Linked DNA regions of Mus musculus: region 2 is linked to region 1. The links are chromatin contacts, called in public Hi-C maps. All regions are on one chromosome and are shown on one strand. The core of a region is the stretch at or near the end of the contact, and the rest is flanking DNA. Distances in the headings are between cores, read along the strand shown.

Region 1 (7,142 bases), core at 4,604-7,103:
AGACATACACACCCATGCTTTTCCATTTTTATGGATGTAGACAAACAGAAAAGCAAAGACTGGAAAAGCATTCAAGTCAGACCTTTGAATCATGCTATTGTTATGACAGCCCTGGGAAAATAATCTCAAAGTTCTTTCATTTGGTGAAACGAGAGTCTCACTGTGTAGCCCTGGCTGCCCTTGCACTCACCATGCAGACCATGCTGGCATTCAACTCAGAGGAATCCACCTGCCATTGCCTCTGTGCATGTAGGAAGTTTCCTACACACCTAGGACTACAATATCAATGTTACAAGGCTTGTAGCCAGGGATGGTCTTTAAGCTGACACACAGCCCAGAAGACTTGGAGCTCTTGATCCTCTTGCCTCCATTTCCTGAGTGCTGGAATTATAACTATCCAGTTTTTAAAAGCCTCAAATCAAATAGTCAATGCTTAAAATATGTGGTATTTGAAGAAATTTTTTAACCCTTTTGTCTCCCTGGTTGAATCTTCATGTGTCATGTAAGTATGAACTACCACCAGAGCTAGATGATCCATGAGTTAGTGGGACCCATACTTACACATATACTTTTAAATGTTTTTTTAATATTTAGTGGTTGCTGAATGAGGTGGTGCAGTCCCATAACCCAGGCTCTCGGGAGGGAGAAACAGGAGGGTCAGAAGTTTCAGGTCTGACTCTATACACAGGAAGTTCCAGGCTAACCTGGGACAGATGAATGCTTATACATACATCCTCTTCTTTAAAAAAAAAAAAAAACAAACCCTCAAAACAGAAAACATAGTATTTAATGACACTAGACATCAAATCCAGGGACTCATCCACAGGTGTATGACTCCATATTTTTACATACACTATATAGGTACGCATTCAGCATCCTCAGGCGAGTGTGGTGGTTCACCCAGTGGTTCCAATACAGGGGAGGCTAAGATCACTACCAATTCTAGGTAGTAACTATTTTCAACTGTTCAAAATAGTGTTACTTCATGTCCAAAAAGTCTTTATTGTTTTTATCATCTTTATGTGTCTATTTCTTTCCAAAATTTCAACTTCCAACCCTATTATTTGGAGTTTTCCATGTCTTTGTCTCCCTCTGCTGTTCCGTTCAGGACACTGCAGTAGTTTCTGGTTCTTTTATTCATATGAGGGGCGTACTGTAGAAAAACAAACAAACAAACAAACAAACCAAAAAACAGCGGCTTTTGTGTTTCCAAGCTGGGTGTTTTCCTTTGTCTCCTACGAGTGACCTTTTTTCTATTGGAAAACTTGCATGAGTCCAGCTCCAAGCCCCTGTGTGGCTGGCTCAGGGCATGGGCCTGAACTGCAACCAGCAGCCTATGTACCAATTCTAGGCCTCAGCCACTGCAGTGTAGGTGACTGGAGGAGTGGGGCTTGGCTGCTCAGGGTCCTACCTAGATAGGTGGGGTCAAGGCAGGTGCTGCATTTAGAACTGTGTCTGACTCATTTCAGGATCACTGAGCTAACAGAAACTGAAGGCAAGCTCCTTGCTGTATTAGTAAAGTCACTGGGGCTGTGGAGGTGTCTTAGTTATTAAAGTTCCTGCTGTGCAAGCACCAGGCTCTCAGTTTAGAACCTCCACAAAATTCACATAAAAAGCAGGGCACGGTGGTCTGCATCTAACCTCAGTGCTGGAAGGGCGGGGCTTAGACAGGTAGATCAGTCTGCCAATCTAGCCAGAGGGATGAGCTTCTTATTTAGTGAGAGATGCTGTCAAAAATACAAGGTGGAGAGTGATGGGGGAAAAGACACTTGCTACCAACCTCTGGCCTCTACATTCCCTCACACACACGTGTGTACACTTATAATTACTTGAAGCACGCATTCATGCATGCATGCACACACACACACACACACACACACACACGCACACGCACACACATACATATAAACACAATGACTATCATAAAGGAAAGGAAAGCCGGGCGTGGTGGCACACGCCTTTAATCCCAGCACTTGGGAGGCAGAGGCAGGCGGATTTCTAAGTTCGAGGCCAGCCTGGTCTACAGAGTGAGTTCCAGGACAGTCTGGGCTATACAGAGAAACCCTGCCTGGAAATAAATAAATAAATAAATAAATAAAGGAAAAGAAAGTGATACTTAAGGTGTGGAGGTTTCTGTGACTACCAAGGCGAGCAAAGTTAACAACTGTGTGAGATAAAAAGGCCAGTGTCAGTTCAAACTTTGAGAATTTACAACTGGGTAAATCTAGGCATATTTAAGTCAGCACCATCTGGAAAAAAGTTTCCTGGTGATAATTAACTCAGTCCCATGTACACAACAAAGCTTAAGAGCTGTCTACATTAAAACTCTTAGCAGCCGGGCGGTGGTGGCGCACACCTTTAATCCCAGCACTTGGGAGGCAGAGGCAGGCAGATTTCTGAGTTCGAGGCCAGCCTGGTCTACAAAATGAGTTCCAGGACAGCCAGGGCTACACAGAGAAACCCTGTCTCAAAAAAACAAAAAAACAAACCCTTTTAGGAAAGTACAAATGGCATTTTCCATAAAGATAGGTTATATAGATTAACCACTGAAACTGGCTCAAGGTGAACCAGCTCATGAAAAGGGTCTAGAGGATAAAGCTACAATGTTACTGAGACAAACAAGCTCAAGATAAGTGGGGGCGGGGGAGCCACTGTGTCCGGGCCACACATACAGCACAAAGGTCAGCAGTCCATTCACAGCCTCTGAGTGGAAAATGATTTATACATCTCTTCCTTCGACGAGACACCCTGTGTTTAACATTCCCGTTTCCCCAGTGCTTATCTGTGAGCACAAGGACCTGCATACCTCCTACATTAAGGACTTGATCTCATTGATTAAGAGGACTCCACTGTGGTCTAACATACACGGAGAGTTACGATTTATTTCGTGTGCTTTGTAGGGGAGGAGAGAAAGAGCAGGGCCAAGTTCGGAGCCTTATATATGTTAGGCAAAGGCTCGACCAGATGGCAAGTTTCACTTCCAGCCCTAGCACGCGCCCATAAGCACAGAAGGTCTCACTAAATCGGTTGTCCTTAAACTTGAACTTGATATGAACTGAGGATGACCTTGGACTTCTGATCTCTCTGCAGTTAACGTATTCTTCTCTTCAATGACAAGTCTCATCTGAAAACAATTGAGTGCTGGCTTTAGTAGTCATCAGAGTCCAAGGTGATGCCCACGTAAAGGACTGAGACCAGTGCTAAGCTACATTGAAGCATCCCTAAGCTCCAAGTTCTGTATGAACAATGGAATCTCACGTTAGAACATGTGTGATTCAGTGATAGGGTTAAAAGGTCCTAGGTTAAATTCCCAGAACGTGAAGTATATTGTAAACTTGAGGATAACTCGAACCTTTTCCAGCACAGGGGAGTAAAGACAAGAGCCCAGGCGTGTGAGGTACATGACACTAAGACACATCTCCAGCCTGCTTGGCCTCATGGGGCTTGTAAAGAGGGTGAGATGCATATGCCCAGCCTCCCAGGTTTCTTATTCTATGTCATGATAGAACTTATAACTTGGAACTACATTTCTGTTGTGTATGCGTGGTCCTGGGGATTGAACTGGCAGCTCCAGTGTGCAAAGCATGTAATGTAACCCTGAACTCTGCCTCCAAGCTCTCTGTTCCCCTTTGGAACATGATAATCTGCAACCGCATTTAAGAGTTTTAAGATTTTGCTTGGGCCAAGAAAACACACAGATACACAGTCTCAGTCTCTTTCTTTCTCTTTCTCTCTCTCTTCATCTCTCTCTCCTCTCTCTCTCTCTCTCTCTCTCTCTCTCTCTCTCTCTCACACACACACACACACAGGCAAAATGAATTTAAAAAAAAAAGTTAAAGCATGCCAGGCGCTGGTGGCACACACACCTTTAAGATCCCAGCACTTGGGAGGCAGAGGCAGAGGCAGAGGCAGGTGGATTTCTGAGTTCAAGGCCAGTCTGGTCTACAGAGTGAGTTCCAGGGCTATACAGAGAAACCCTGTCTCGAAAAAAAAAAACCAAAAAAAAAAAAAAAAAAGTCAAAGCGATTATCTTTCTTTGAGACAGTATCTTGTCACGTAGTGCAGGCTGGCCTCAAACTCCTGATTCTCTTGCATCTGCCCCGAGTCCTAGGATGACAACTTATTAGCATTGCCCAGGGCATTAAAGTGTGTCTGTGGCAGTTACTTGCCATAGGAAATGATCTGAAGTGCTACAGATGTTAGGCAAGTGTTCTCTATTGCTGAGCTACGTCCCTACTTTTTAAAGACAAGGTCTTGTCTGTAGGTCTCTTTAGCCTGTGCTGGCCTGAGTAGCATAACATCTTCTAAGAATCTGGTGTCCAAACACTTTCTCCATCCCCAATGGACTCCTGAAGCCCATAATTGATTTTTGACACTCATCTCTTTCATTAAGAGGCTTGGGCCAAGCTGTCAGTTTTGGAAACATTGTATCCCATTCATGCAACAGTGTTTACATATAGAGGATGTTTGTTACTTTCTACAATAAAGTTCTCACAGTTTGTAGTTGCTGTAAGAGTGTTTCTGCAGACATGATAGTTTCAGGGCGTGGCATTCTTCAGCCATAGGATAGGACAATAACTACAATGCATGGTTTCAGTGTTCTTACACAGACACACAGTGTTAACCCTGAACTGTAGGCAAGGCTCAGTTCCAGGAAGGGTTTAAACACGTTCTTCACTCATTCTGAAAATACCGCAGTCAAACGGCCACTGACTTAAACATTCTATTAGCACTACTCACCTCTGCTTTCTCTGAGAGGCAGTCAAGCTGTCCTCTTTTCTTTTCCCTTTGCTAATTTCCTGGGTCTTTTTCATGTTTTTCTGTCGGGCAATTTCTCTTTGATTTCCACCTACAATGATAAACAGGCATGCTTTTTTCCCACCCTCAACAATATGAATACTTAATAGTAAAGAGTCCTTCGTTATAGGAGCCTTAAAGTTTTATTTTTATCAGCAAGAAAGCAGAGTATCTTTAGTTATTCCCAGATTGACCAGGGGGTAGCTTAGGAAGAAACACTCGAGAAGTTAAGTATATTACCACAACAGCATAGGTGTCAAGTAACGCCGCCTTTGCGCCCAGCACTCGGGAGGCAGAAGCAGGCAAGATCTCTGAATTTGAGATTTGAGGTCAGTCTGGTTTACAGACTGAGTTCCAGGACAGCCAGGGGTATACAACAAAACCCTTCTCGAAAACCAAAACAAAAATTAAATTATATATATCTCCATCTCCATCCCAGTGGTTGTGTACACAGGCCTCACTCAAAAATAAGTTCTGGCTTTGATAGGTGTGTGAAGATCCAGTTTGGCTGTTAAAGCCAGCAGAGGCTGAGCTCAAGGAAAGGTACCTTCGAGGACAAAAGAGCTGGAGGGCACCCTGGGCTTCCAGACCTCAGGCGCCCGCTACGTCTCAGCGGACTGGTCCCGCTGGGCAGCCGCCCACGCTCCCGGTGGGCGCGGTCCTCACGCACACCCGCACCTAGGAGGCGGGCACCTGTCCCACCTGGAGCCCGCGTCCCGCCCGCCACAAGCACGAGGTGGCGTTTGCGTCTCTTCCTCCTCCCAGCCAGCTCCCGCTCCTCCCCCGGCCGCTCGGCGCCGTCCCTCCCCGAGCCTCCGCGTCTTTCCAACCGCCCGCAGACTCACGGGCCATGCTGTCCACCGGCCGGAGACTGGAAGACAGCGACCTGGAGAAGCAAACGGCGGCTTTGCACGCTCAGCCGTTGCCGCCGGGCGCTGAAGAAGGCTGAGCCCCACAAGGGCCCTCGATGTGGCGACGCCTCGCTCGGCCAGCCAGCCGCCCCGCCCACCGACCCACAACAGCCGCGGCGTGGCCGGTGAGCCACTGCGCGTGCGCGGTCCCCACGCCCCACCGCCCCGCGCGTCCCTTGTCAGCGAGGCGTCCGCGCGCGCACTCGCCTCCTTACTTAGCAGCCTTACCCTGAAGGTGGGCTTTACGTTCCTCATCTGGCAGAAAAGACCTAACAAGGACAGAAGGGTGGATTTCGCGCGGGCTCCAAGCCTGCTCATTGCACCTTTCTTCCGGTGCCCTCCGGATGGACAGAACTTTAGCTCTAAGCTCAGGCTCTGTGGTTGAACGGGAGCCAAAGTCGCCCAGAATAACTTTATAATCTACATAAGAGCTGAAACAAGTCAGAATGCTTGCATAGGGCTGAGGGGTGTGGCTCATGGGGGTAGGGGATGCTTGCCTATCTTGAGGGACACCCTGAGTCCCACCCCCTCCCTGGGTTGCATTTCTTGAGCTGAGACTTACTTTCTTGCCTGTCCACTATTACAAACTGAGATAGTCTGGACACCGAATTTGCCTGGGTATTTTTAAGAGTTTTATTGTGGAATATTTTTAAAACATACAAAAGTATAGATGATGCTACGGTGTACTCCAACTGTCCGTGTTAACGTGACCTAGTTTAGAGAAAAAGCATCAAGAGACGGAATGTCTGGACTGAAAGTGCAGTCCTAATGGAAACGGATGTATAAAAGTTGGGGTCATAGACAGATGCACTTAGCACTTAAAACGGGCAGAACGCATAGAAACAAACACTTATCTATGACTAATTGGCTATTCTGGGTCTTTTGTTGTTCCATATCAAATAGAGAATTTTCTTCCTACTTATGTGAAGAATGTGATGAGGATGTTGATTGTGATTTCATTGAATCTGTAAGTTGTTTTGGTAGAAAGGTCTTTTTTTCAAAATATTAATTCTACCAAGGTATACACTTGGGAGGTCTTCAAATTCGAGTATGTTTCTTAAACTCTTTCTTCACACATTTAAAGTTTTCATTGTAGAGGGTTTTTTTTAAAACTCTTTTGTTATGTATATTCTAAATATTTTATTTTATTTGAGAGACTGGGAAGAGGAGCGTGCCATGATCTCTTTCTCAGCATGCTTGTTACTCATATGTATTAAGACTGGTAAACTTTGTAAGTCAATTATGTATCATAACACTTTGCTGAAATTACTGAAAATTTCTATATTTTTTCTAGTCAAATTTTGGGAACATTGGGTATAAGATAATATAATCTTCAATTGAAAATAAAAAAATATATGTATAAAATCTATTTTATATGTATAGGTGTTTTGACTGAATGTATATCTGAAATTATGTTTTCTGAGTTCTCAAGTT
Region 2 (6,686 bases), core at 3,840-6,339, 6.8 Mb before region 1:
TCACAGAGATTTTCATCCCACTGCCTCCTGGTTGCTGGGATTGAAGGTGTATGCTACCATAACTGGCGAGGGTAACCTTAAGTTGTTAATCAAAGATGTTCTGTTGGCCAGATATAGTGTGGCTTAGGCCTGTAACTCCAGCATTTGAGAAGTTGATAATTCTAGGCTAGCCTGAGTTAAAGAACAAGACCCCCGTCTCAAAAAGAGGGTTGGTGGAAGGTGGGGTTTCAGAAGCAAGGCAAAGTGTTCCAAGATGAATTAAAATAAACCTCATACCTTCATTAGATGGTCCACGCGTGCTAAAAGCTGTGTGTTGATGGAGAGTCTACAGTATAATTTATCTCCAGGCTTGGCAACCAATCGAAGAGCAAACTCTCTCTGAAACATAAGTATAGCACATCTGAAAAGGAAGCAGAGGAACAAGAATCGTTCATTTTCAATTACTGGCATAGTTTCAGTTAAAAACTTTTGTTGATTTTTGTTTTGTGTGTCTGAGTGTTTTGCCTACTTGTATTTGCACTGTGTGCGAATTTGGTGCCCATGGAGGTCAGATGTGGATCCTTAGAATAAGGAATTAAAGCCAGTTGTTAGCTGCCATGTGGGTCCTCGGAGTAGAACCCCGGTCCTCTGCAAAAGTAACATATGCTCTTAACCACTGAGCAATCTGCAAAGTCCTTAGTTGTAATTGTAACTAGTTCATTGTCCTGGGAGGATGTATGGTTATTGACAATATGATCAGAAGGTAGAACACAAACAGATGGTTGTACTCCTAGCCTCAATGAAGATGACGTTCCCTTGGGGCTTAGATAAACAACTATGTAGTATTTAGATCTTATTATGTACTTAATAATCTAGATGCCTTCTGGGACCTCCTCCCCACCCCCCCACCCCCCAAATAAACAGTAAATTTGACTTCACAGAAGAACTATGTTTGCGCTGTAGTTGGAATTACATCTGAGGTATGGCCTGGTAGGTTACAATGTCCAGGGTTCCCTTGGTTTAACAATTTAAAGTGTGTAGACTTTTTCTTCTGCAAGCAATGGTAACAGTTTTTTTTTTCTTTTAAAGATTTATTTATTTATTATATGTAAGTACATTGTAGCTGTCTTCAGCCACTCCAGAAGAGGGAGTCAGATCTCATTAAGGATGGTTGTAAGCCACCATGTGGTTGCTGGGATTTGAACTCTGGACCTTCGGAAGAGCAGTCGGGTGCTCTTACCCACTGAGCCATCTCACCAGCCCTGGTAACAGTTTTAAATGTTAGTGAAGAAAAGAGCATTTTCAAAACTCTATTTGACTTTTTGTGTGTGGTATCCTGGGAACTGAAGCAAAGGCCTCACCCTGCAGGTAAATGCTCTACCACTGAGCTTTCTCTCCAGCCCTTCTGCTTTTGATTTTGAGATCAGGTCTCACAAAGTTGCCCAAGTGGGTCTTAAATTCACAATCGTCCTAGCTCAGCCTTCAGAATTTTCTGTAAATGTTTACATATCCCGAACAAAACTTTCATAAAACCGACATGCACTCATCTTCTAATACGATCTGTTCTATACCATTTAAAAGGGAAATGGGAGGAGGGGTAAAGACATGCTTCCAATCCTGAGTTTGATCCCTGACAGCCTTCAAGTTGTCCTCTGACCTCTGTAAGTATGGAGAAACACTCCACACAAACACACAACTTTTTAAAAAAGATGGTTATGGCCCCCACAATTTATGAACTTATTTTATAAACAGTAAGTAGTCTTAGCTTTAAAGTACTGGTATAAAACATACTGTTTTAATAACCAGTTAAGAAGTTACTCCAAGTATCTACACATAAGAAAAAATTTTAATATCTATTGAAGAGGATTAGAATTTAAAATGTAGAAGGGATGGCATGCACACACATTTATCAGCCCTAAGAATTTATCACCTAAAGGACCTCCCTGGAAATCAGTATTTTCACATGTGTGTGCACTCATGTGTGTTCTATCTCTGAGCAGGCTACTAGGTAACTTAGGCTGGCCCTGGACTAGCTGTGTGACCAGAGACGAGTATGACGTGATCCCCTGCTTCTCGTTCACAAGTGCTGGGGTACAAGTGCTCACCACCATGCTGAGTTTTCTGTGCTGCTGGAGACTGACCTAGGGGCTTTCTGGATACTAATAAGCACGCCACTTCAACAACTGAGCTACCACACTCCTGTCCCAGAAACTGTTACTTTCTACAAAGTTCTCCAGCAGTTTCTTGTTGTGGTTTTTTTTCCCCCCTGTGTTTCTTGCCAGAATTGTCTAAAGCTTAACAGGGACTGTTTTGCACAAACCTGAAAAATGGCCGGTGGAGCAGCAACTTGAAGACAAAGGGAGAGGAGATCTGAAAGAGAATTACAGTTAGCTCTGAGGAAGGACACACCAGAGAAATGCTCAGTGTGACGCTTCTGACAGCTTGAGAAATACCTGATAAGGCAAGTTTGCCACACAAGCATCAAAGAATGGCAAATCTGATTTCAGTACATCTCCCACCAGGACCTGGAGTTTGCTGGCCAGAGGCCTGAAAACAAGGAGAGAAATTGTAAGAGCTTGTTTGAGAAGACTGAAATGCCCTTTAGTTATTACATATACTCACGTGCCCTGAACTCTTTTGTGAAGTTCAGCTACTAGCCTTGGATCAAGTTCACAGGCAACTACCTAGATTAACAATAACAAAAAAGCTTGATTGTGGAGTATAAATGTTTTTTACCCTCCCAGTAATAACTCATAGGAGCTACAATGACTTAAGCTTTTTTCAGTCTTAACACAAACACCAGCTCTACTCTTTTCTACACTTAAAACAACATCCTGTCTGATCTGTCTCCATGCTGTGTTACTGAACAGATGATGACAACACTTTATGTAGTTAGTGGTTTTTAGACAGCATAGAAGGGACCTACAAGTACTCTCATCAACTGACATCCAGAGTAGAAACCATAGCACTCCAGGTGAATGGAAGTGGATAAAGCTGAACTATTTTCCTGCCACATCCACAGGGGCTTCACCAAGTGTCGTGACCACTTCTACATCGTAGCCATTTGAGTTTCTGATTCTGGTTGACTCCCTGACCCATTCTTCATCATCATCCTACCCTCTGAGTCTCCTGCTGAACTTGGTCCTAATGACTTTAACTTCACGGCTCTGTTCTTCCAGGCTTCATAATGGTTAGCTGCTGCCCTGTGGGTTATCTCAGACTTTCTATTTTATTATTACTCCTTTAAACACATGGCCCATTCCTATATTAGATCACCCACCAATACATCAAGTGTAGATTTTGTTTTCTTTGATAGAAAGATCTCATTTTTAGAGATAAAATTTCTAAGGGCCCACTAACTACTATTGGAACAATGCCAATTTATTAAAACATTCACATTTGTAAACCAGCTGAGCTAATTTGAGAGTAACACACGAAACCCCACTTTTACCTTTTTGGCCTTTTCTAACAGCTTGACAGTCATATTGCCAGTCCCAGGCCCAACTTCCAGCACCACATCGGTAGGTCTTAAAGCAGCCTATAAATAAACACAACTCCTTTATGCTCTGGCCCACTTGAACACAAAGTCTGTAAGTGACTGTTTCTGTTTATCAATGTACAGTTAAAGACATTTTACTCTGGCTTCATTTTTTTCAGGGTTTATGTGGTTAACAGCAGTAGTACCTCAAAGGCATTAGGTATAAGTGAAAACCTGTATTTCCTAACTTAGGGGATATACTCAGCTTCTGGAGCCAGAACAAAAGCAAGAGCAATCGGTTCTACTGGTGGGTTCCTGCTTTCTACATTGGCAATAATTCCAGCAAACTGTAACTAATTGTAACTTCCAAAGAGTTCAAATGGGAAAGAGTGCATTCAAATGGAAAAGATTTCTCAATTCTTAACCACTGTACAGTTTTAAGAATATAGTAACCATACAAAACGTTACCAGTGTGCATATGCTTATGAGTAGAATATTCGGTGAGACTGGAGAACTATACTCTATGGCTCCAGGATGCTCCCTGTACCGTCTGTATTTTACCTCCAGGCCCTCAATCCTCCATAAGCACAGCACAGTAACCCATACAGAAGGAATCCTCCAAACAGTTCATATGCAGTACCATATCTTTTCCTGAGGAACAAACTCAGTGTGATTTGGACGTAAATTTACGGTCTGGAATAAAAAGAGTAACGATGATGTACTTAGAAAGTGATCAAAATGATACACGCTTGCAAAGTGGAGTTCAAGGCTGGCTTTGACACACACCATGTTTGAGGCCACCCTGAATTACATGAGACCCAGTTCCAAAAACAAGATGGAGCCTCCAAAAAGTGGAAATAATCTGGAAATCACTGGGCAATTCTCAACCCATCCAACATATACATACAGAGCAACTATTCTGTCAGGCACCCTATCTTGGTTTATATTTTCTTAGTATGTAGGCTGCGGTCGAGCATATCACCCTGCCTCAGCTTCCCCAAATGCTGGGATAATTATGGGCATGCAACTTAGGCATACAGGCATTAAGTAGTCAGAAAAATACAATCCACAAACGCTCTGCCTTTCATCGTTAACACCCACCTTATCGATGATGCTGTTAACAATTAGAGGATTTTTCAAAATGTGTTGTCCGATCCCTGTGTTGAACATGAGTCCTGAAATAAAACACGAAGCAGCCTTAATTTCCCAACTTTTCAAGAACCGATCTCAGGCCGTCCCAGAGAAGCAGGATGGACCCGGGACGGTTTCTGCTCCAATGCATCCACAAGCGCCGCGCTCCCGGCCGGGGTTGGGATGTATCTTTGAGTCCATCCATCCCTCCTGCTGGCAAGGAAGACCAGGCGCGCGCGGGGAAGGGTCAGCGCTGAGCGCCCACCCTCCTCGGGGCGGCTAGAGGCGCAGGCCACCGTAGGGCTCCCCCGCCGCGGGTCAGTCCCAAGCATCCTCCACACCGCACCTCCAGCTCGCTTCAGCTCCCGGCGCTGCTCCTGACGATCCCGCCGGCGGCTACTCGCTGCGGACTTGGCCTTCGGCATCTTCTCGGAGGAGTCCCTGTGCCAAGCGAAAGCAGCCGGGAACCGCGTGGAAGTCGCCCTCAGTCGCCGTCACGACTAGGCGCCCGAGAGGCCCACTTCCCCGCCCACTGCGATCACCGACCCACCCAGTCAGCGGCAGGCCGGAGCCCAGTGGCTGCTGGGAATTGTAGTCTCTTATGGGCTCCTCCCGCGGCAAGGCGGACTCGAGCCCAGTGGCTGCTGAGATTGTAGTTTCTGTCTGGTGAGCTCCTCCGGAGGCAAGGCTGGCTCCAGCGGGTTAGCCACCGGATTTTAGAGTTTTAGCTGGAGCAACAACTTCCCCAAGAGCCCGATTTCCCAGAGGAAACCGCGCCGCTCAGGCAGGCAGTTAGGATTGGTTGGGTCTCGGCAAATTGGGTGCTTCATTTGGCACTGCCCTGGGACATTCTGATATCTGCGGAAAGATCTCTCGTGTCTCTCCTGTTTCCCTGCAGGTTGTGGGCTGAGAAGCCTAGGCTCGATGGACACGGAGCTTGGTGGTTTAGGGTAACATGTCTCTCCGTTGTGGAAAGCAGTTAGATTAGAATTAGCTCTCGTTCCAACACGGCACTTACTGGTTACTTCTCTATGCTTTTTGTTCATTTTCTCGTCGTTTTGCTGAGTTCCAGCACTGGAATGTCATAGTTAAAATATGCTGCTCTCAATGTTTATTTATTGAAAGATAAAGGCTATAACAATTTCAAAACCCTGTAAATGGGATTGATTACAGGTATGTGTTGGATATTGTAATGGGATTATACGCCGGGCTGTAACATACAGAATAAAAGATTCATGGCTGTTTTTCTTGCCAGTGTAATGTTTCGGTTTTAATTTTTCTGTTTGTGCGCTGAAGAAAGTCTTTGCAATCAACCACCAAAGGCTACTGCTAAGAACCTGTTCCGTAGCCTAGGTTTTTGTTTGTTTGTTTTGGTTTTTGGTTTGTTTTGTTTTTCAAGACCGGGTTTCTCTGTATAGCCCTGGCTGTCCTTGGAACTCACTTTGTAGACCAGGCTGGCCTCGAACTCAGAAATCTGCCTGCCTCTGCCTCCCAAGTGCTGGGATTAAAGGCGTGCGCCACCACCGCCCGGCTTTTTTTTTTTTTTTTTTTTTTCTCGTAGCCTAGGTTTTAGTCCTTCCTTTCTTTGCTGTAATTCGAGCACAGGGAAAGTTCTAAAATATCCTAATATAATCTTTTATTTATAGTCGACTATTATGGGGTTCCCACCAAGGAGCACTTGAACACTGCCTATGAGCCAATGGAAAGCCTTTCTTCCAGCCGCAGGTGACTACAGCTGGGTATTCCGGACCCAAGTTCATTCATCTCTGAGCCTGGAAAGCCCTCAAGGTTCCCATCCCGCAGTTGCAAGCTAACTACAGTTACAAAAGCCAAAATACGCGATTAGCAAAAAAAAAAAAAAAAAAAAAAAAAAAAAAAAAAATTATGGCGTTGTTTTTCTTTCTGGAACTTAAGCTTCCCCTCGCAGTTACTGGCACTCAGCAATTCAAAGTTCCTTCGTGGAATCTGAACATGACATCACCACTGCTTTTACAAATAGCTTATTTTTAAAAGGGGGAGGTGTGCAGTCTCACACACCTAGCAATACCCCAGACTCCTGGTCTACCTCCCAGGGACATGGCGCCAGCCTTCTCTTCCC

What was found. A called contact is a pair of places that touch in the nucleus more often than the background predicts.
Region 2: a Hi-C map of muscle stem cells shows a contact between it and region 1, with 3 times the contacts expected there. The contact joins the promoter of Dimt1 here to the promoter of Serf1 in region 1. A contact is called at or near these places in 2 of 39 promoter capture datasets (cranial neural crest and hippocampal neurons) and 1 of 484 Hi-C or Micro-C datasets (muscle stem cells).

What each region holds. Positions count from the first base shown.
Region 1 is chr13:100,106,730-100,113,871 of GRCm38.p6, reverse strand. It overlaps Serf1 (small EDRK-rich factor 1), which reads right to left and starts at 5,853. Exons shown (of 3, transcript NM_011353.2): 1 at 5,643-5,853; 2 at 4,741-4,849. The coding sequence starts at 5,649.
Region 2 is chr13:106,945,532-106,952,217 of GRCm38.p6, reverse strand. It overlaps Dimt1 (DIM1 dimethyladenosine transferase 1-like (S. cerevisiae)), which reads right to left and starts at 5,089. Exons shown (of 12, transcript NM_025447.4): 1 at 4,935-5,089; 2 at 4,559-4,632; 3 at 3,431-3,517; 4 at 2,602-2,663; 5 at 2,433-2,526; 6 at 2,300-2,349; 7 at 277-400. The coding sequence starts at 5,013.